Linked DNA regions of Zea mays: region 1 is linked to region 2. The links are chromatin contacts, called in public Hi-C maps. All regions are on one chromosome and are shown on one strand. The core of a region is the stretch at or near the end of the contact, and the rest is flanking DNA. Distances in the headings are between cores, read along the strand shown. Region 1 overlaps LOC100125638 (granule bound starch synthase IIa precursor). Region 2 holds the start of LOC100277789.

The links. Hi-C and Micro-C count contacts between places; a contact is called where the count stands out from the background.
Region 1: a contact with region 2 is called in a Hi-C map of ear, with 2.5 times the contacts expected there. The contact joins the enhancer-like site here to the promoter of LOC100277789 in region 2. A contact is called at or near these places in 2 of 25 Hi-C or Micro-C datasets (ear and tassel).

Annotation. Positions count from the first base shown.
Region 1 is chr7:35,886,095-35,889,197 of Zm-B73-REFERENCE-NAM-5.0, reverse strand. LOC100125638 (granule bound starch synthase IIa precursor) reads left to right here. Exons shown (of 14, transcript NM_001347904.1): 10 at 1-139; 11 at 228-419; 12 at 644-730; 13 at 814-942; 14 at 1,064-1,503. The coding sequence ends at 1,183. Among protein-coding and RNA genes, the nearest start is that of LOC100125638, 7.3 kb to the left of the region's middle. Within about 2 kb of position 1,252, at least 14 of the 20 cell types and tissues checked have an H3K27ac peak or open chromatin away from gene starts, as enhancers often do. A contact at or near this core is called in ear and tassel, where this site is marked.
Region 2 is chr7:35,361,952-35,365,033 of Zm-B73-REFERENCE-NAM-5.0, reverse strand. LOC100277789 reads right to left here and starts at 1,375. Exons shown (of 1, transcript NM_001151269.2): 1 at 747-1,375. The coding sequence starts at 1,308. The coding sequence ends at 862.

The DNA.
Region 1 (3,103 bases), core at 3-2,502, 520 kb before region 2:
AGCAGAAGTCGGATTGCCTGTGGACTCGAGCATCCCTGTTATAGTTTTCGTCGGGCGTCTCGAAGAACAGAAAGGGTCCGACATACTCATTGCAGCCATTCCAGAGTTCGTGGGCGAGAATGTCCAGATAATCGTTCTTGTATGTTCCAATTTAGAAGTGGTTTCTATTCTTTCGCATGGCACGGTTCACGATCTGATAGTCGCTGAGAAAAAAAATTGTTCTTCAGGGCACGGGAAAGAAGAAGATGGAGGAGGAACTAACGCAGCTGGAAGTGAAATATCCAAACAACGCTAGAGGCATAGCGAAATTCAATGTTCCATTGGCACACATGATGTTTGCCGGGGCTGACTTCATTATCGTCCCAAGCAGGTTTGAGCCATGTGGTCTCATTCAGCTGCAAGGGATGAGATATGGAGTGGTGAGACTTCCTAGCTCCGCTTTGTTACAGCAGTTCAGATTTTTTGTTACAGTTCAGATTTGAGTGCGCGTAGGATAAATATTAGCAGGCATTTTTTTTCCTCATCATGTCACATCTTGATTCCTGTAAAGTGTTAGAAAATACCACGTAGTTAAGCAGCAGACAAAGTGCAATAGAAAAAGAATGACCATCGATGCTGCAAATATATATATATTTTTTTGCAGATTCCTATCTGTTCATCCACTGGAGGACTTGTCGACACGGTTGAGGAGGGCGTCACCGGATTCCACATGGGTTCTTTCAATGTCGAGGTAAAGAACAACACGGACTCATTGTTCTCAGGCTCCATAAATGAAAATAGCCTTTGGTTAATCTTCTCCTCCATCTTTTTTAGTGTGAAACTGTAGACCCAGCCGACGTGACAGCAGTGGCGTCAACCGTCACGCGAGCCCTGAAGCAGTACGACACCCCGGCATTCCATGAGATGGTTCAGAACTGCATGGCGAAAGACCTGTCCTGGAAGGTACGTATAGGCACATGTGTATATATATGCCAGCCAAGCTCTCCGTTTATCGTTGGCATGCAGCTAGGTAACTCTTTGTCAAGATAATAAGGATCACCGACCCCTCTCGTCTCTGGTCTAGGGGCCTGCGAAGAAGTGGGAGGAGGTGCTTCTGGGCCTTGGAGTCGAGGGGAGTCGAGCTGGCATCGACGACGCAGAGGAGATCGCCCCACTTGCCAAGGAAAACGTAGCCACTCCGTGAGGGCTTGGTGGTGCCTCGACTCGGAAACACGCGTTGGTGATAGGAAGCGTCTTCTAGGATCCTCCTGGGCGGCCTTGTGGCTGGTGGAGTGAGGTGTCCAGTCAGACACGGTTTCGCCTCTACTACTAGTCTACTACTACTACCTCATTGTAATATAATCCTTGGCATTCTAAAAAATGCCATGCCTGCTCTAATTCTTCTGTTCTTGCGCAACATACACTTCCCGCTTCCGTTCGGTCGACAACGGTTATGTAAATATAGCGAATGCTAGCGGGCAGCTCGAATCATCCCAAGTGGTAGGGTCACGATGGAGTTGTTTGAAATGGCTCGTTCTTGTGCATAGTTCGCTTCTCAGTGGTGGTTTAAAACATATGAGCACAGCCACTGTTGCGTAAGTAATAGTGGCTGTTTCTACAAAAAATAATTTTATGAGAGCAAGTTCCTGCAGCCAACAGCAATCACTGCTGATCAGGCCGAGTGGAAAAATCTAAACATTCATGCAGGGCCTAATGACTCAATTTATGTATATGATTTGAGATGCATGGTCTGTTTGTTTCGGCGTATCAGCAGCTTCTGGCTGGCCGCCAGAACGGACTACAGACTGCCAAACACCGTAAATCCCAAAATTTGTATAAGAAAGAAAACAATAAAATAAGGAAATAAAATAATAAGGTGAGATACTCCATCGATTTGTTCTTCTCATAAATTATACATACAATGAAAACAATCAAGAAACCCTTATACAATGAAAACAATCAAGAAACCCTTAAATGTAAGTATACAATACCTTCTTTCAAAATAAATATGTCGGGGACCATAATTAGTGGTACCCTCAAGACGCCTAATTCTCAGCTGGTAACCCCCATCAGCATAAAGCTGCAGAGGCCTCATGGGTGCGATTAAGTCAGGGATCAGTCCATACGAGCGACTCGATCACGCCTCGCCCGAGCCTAGCCTCGGGCAAGGGCAGCCGACCCCGAGGGATTTCCGTCTCGCCCAAGACCCCCCCTTTAACGGCGGACACATCTCCGGCTCGCCCGAGGCCTTGCCTTCGCTAAGAAGCAACCCTAACTAAATCGCCGCACCGACCGACCGAGTCGCAGGAGCATTTAACGCAAAGGTGGCCTGACACCTTTATCCTGACGCGCGCCCCCCGGCAGAGCCGAAGTGACCGCCGTCACTTCGCCGCTCCACTGACCGGTCTGACAGAAGGACAGCGCCGCCTGCGCCACTCCGACAGCAGTGCCACTTGACAGAGTGAGACTGACAGGCAGTCAGGCCCTGCCAAAGGCGCCATAGGAAACTCCGCTACGCCCGACCCAGGGCTCGGACTCGGGCTAAGCCCCGGAAGACGGCGAACTCCGCTCCGCCCGACCCAGGGCTCGGACTCGGGCTAAGCCCCGGAAGACGGCGAACTCCGCTCCGCCCGACCCAGGGCTCGGACTCGGGCTAAGCCCCGGAAGACGGCGAACTCCGCTCCGCCCGACCCAGGGCTCGGACTCGGGCTAGGCCCAGGAAGACGGCGAACTCCGCTCCGCCCGACCCAGGGCTCGGACTCGGGCTCAGCCCCAGAAGACGACGAACTCCGCTTCGCCCGACCCCAGGGCTCGGACTCCGCCCTGGCCTCTGCCGAACGACCTCTGCCTCGCCCGACCCAGGGGCTCGGACTCGGCCTCGGCCACGGAAGACAGGCTCGACCCCGGCTTCGGAGGAGCCTCCACGACGCCCAGCCTAGGGCACAGGCCCGCCACGTCAACAGGAAGCGCCATCATCACCCTACCCCGAGCCGACTCGGGTCGCAGAGAACAAGACCGGTGTCCCATCTGGCTAGCTCCGCCAAGTAGGCAATGATGGCGCCCCGCAAGCCCTGTGACGACGGCGGCTCTCAGCTCCCTTACGGAAGCAGGGGGACGTCAGCAA
Region 2 (3,082 bases), core at 126-2,625:
ATCATTTGAATTTAATGAATTTAGGAAGAAAAATCAAAGTCAATTAAAGTTTGAACCGGTGAGATATGAATTTTGGAAGGTTGGTTGCTAGTTAGATTAGAGAAAAGGAAGAACACAAAACTGATTCGATAAAATGGTTGGGCCACTGCTAGTATGAATAGAGAGGGAGAGAGAGGTCAGCCCGCAGGCCGTGCAAGGCCAAGAGAATACCAGGTAAGGAAATGGGCTAGACTGAGTTCCTCCCGAGGCCAGGATGTGTTTATTAAAAACATTTAACTTTTGTTTTATTTCTAGGGAATTTTATATTTGTAGAGTTCTTACAAACTCGATCTAAAAATTCTACAAATTGGACGTTTGAGTCGAGGACTTATTTGCTTAGTATTTGAGGGCATTTTACTGTACGTTCGAGGAATGTGGTACGGGTCGTCATGAGAAAAGGAAGAAAAAAAATGCCATAAGCTGTTTATATAAATAATGGGTCGATTATATATGCTATGTTTTTGTCCTTTTACATATAAATTATAGAACAATAGTTTGTTTGATAAATTTATTTGTATTTAACTGAATATTGATCAAAGTTTTAAATTCCTGAGAAAATACAAATATAGAATGAATCGTTTGTGTCTATTAGCAAGCACCTTCATGACCGACTAGATTGCTCAGTTGTATCGGTCAATTTCTTAGCTCGTACAGTACGATTTTATCATGCAAATCATTCGGGAGGTGCGTGGCTGGATAGAAGATAAGGGTTTGGCAAATCACCTGCGCGCGAGCATACATTTGGGCAGCAACACCAACGCGAGAAACCAAACCACACAGAACTACATACAAATCGAAAGGAGCTAGAAATCTACTGACGAATCAATCCACGAACGCGTACTGCTCGTAGCGCACGCTGCAGTCCACGAGCACGGCCCTGGCACCGACGCTGTACCCGCAGGAGGCGTCCATCTGGCTCACGGCGGAGCGGAGGCAGGCAGCGCAGTCCGCGGCGGACAGCGCCGCCCGGCACGCGGCGTGCCCGTACGCGAAGGCGGCCGGGTACGGGGAGATGTCGTAGAAGTCGTGGCCTGCCCGGACCGGCGTGGCGGACAACAGCTCCGACAGCACGAACGTTAGGCTCGTCGCGAAGGGGTCCCCGGCGCCGTAGGACGCGCCATTGCACAGCACCGAGAGCGCCTCCGTGTTGGGCGTCGCGGCCATGGCGCCGCGCGTGTGCGAGGAAGCGAGCAGCAGCCACAGCATCAGCATGATGGGAGTAACGAGGAAGGGTGGCGGTGCTGGTGCCTGACGGGTTGGAGATGCCATGGTGCTCGATGTATTTTTGTGCGTGTATAGTAAGTAGCACCTTTTGACTGTGATCTTCTTGTTCTTGGGGAAAAAAATAGGCAAGACGTACGTATAGGTCGAGGCCGGCTTGGCCTGCCGGCCGGCCGGCATATGGTATGTGGTCTTTGTCATGGCGTGCGTCGTGGGATCCTCCTGTTGGGGACTTGTTCTTAAATGCTTCGAATTAAGAACAAGGCAACATAAAAAGTGTTAAGTGTTAAAGTCCTTCGTCCTTCGAAGCATTATGTCCCTTCGGGAAATAATGAGTTTCGGACGAAGATCATAAGAAACATACCTTCGTAAACATAACAAGTAATGACGAAGGATTCATATAAAGCATGAAATATAATATAAGCATCATCATAGGATCATTTCTATTTTATTAACATGGAAAAATAGAAATGATTTCAAATTACAAATGTACCTTCGGTCCTGAGAGAAGATAAAAAGTACAAGCGTGACGCAAAAGCAAAATGCCAAGTCAGCGTGAACAGTACGGGAGTACTGTTCATCTATTTATAGACGCGGGACACAGCCCACGTAAAATTACATTTATGTCCATTACATTTGTCAATGACTTATGGAAACCTGACAAGGTCCACGTAGTCTTTTCATCTTTAAGTCGGTTCCCCTCTCTGCTATCGCGACGAAGCTTCCCTGCGCACAGCTTCGGCTGTGCACCATCCTTCGTGGAGCTTGGTAATCAGCCCGTCCTTCGTCTGGTTCAGGCTTCGTCCTGACCGCACTTCATGTTCGTAATTCTGAGTCCGAAGGTACCTGTTCACATAATCTACTTGGAAAACATTGTTAAATCATGTTTTTGAGGACCTTCGGAGGACGAAGGCCCCCAACAGTAGCCCCTCGCAATATTAATTTGTTTGAAATAATAAATTCAGATTGCGACATGAACGAAGGCTTTATGCCGAAGGTCCGAAAAAACACCTTCCCTTTGCTAGAATAGCAACATTCAATGACAAGTGGGGTCTTTCAACTTTCAACGCATCAAGCGTATAAATACGGCCATACCGCAAACTTATTTTGCACGCTTTCTGGCCAACCACTCTTGCTCACTCATTTTTTAGCTCTCGTGCACTGTGATCTGCTAAGCTTTTAGCTTTGAAGCTTCGGCTTTGAAAACAGTTTTTTAGTGTTTCCGAAGATGTCTGAAGCTGCTAAGAAGGCTGCTGCTGAAATGAAGCTGAGTCTTGATGAAGAGAAGAACTTAGGGTTTCTTATAGCAATGTCGAAGACCAACACAGAAAAGATCACCAGGGAAATTCTGGAAGGGCTGTCTGAAGATACTGGTGACAGTGAAAGTTATGATGTGGACAGCGGTGGCGAAGACTCCGAAGATCGCCCCTGGCGACCAAGCCATTCAGTTTATGGTAAATCAACTATCAAAGAGAATCATCTTGTTAATATGAGAGGAAGGTATTTCCGGGATCTGTCCATTGTGAGGGCGGACGAAGGGGAAAAGACTTGTCCACACCCTGAAGAAAATGAAGTTGTGGTGTACCGAAGCTTTTTGAAAGCCGGATTGCGATTCCCCTTGAGCAGCTTCGTCGTGGAGGTGTTGAAAATCTTCGAAGTCTATCTTCATCAACTTACTCCAGAGGCTATTATAAGGCTAAATATCTTCGTGTGGGCCACGAGAAGCCAAGGTCTGAAGCCTGACGCAAGAAGCTTCTGTAATGTTCATGAATTATTATATGAAACAAAACCTTGGGGCAAAGAACAGTACCATAACAACTTT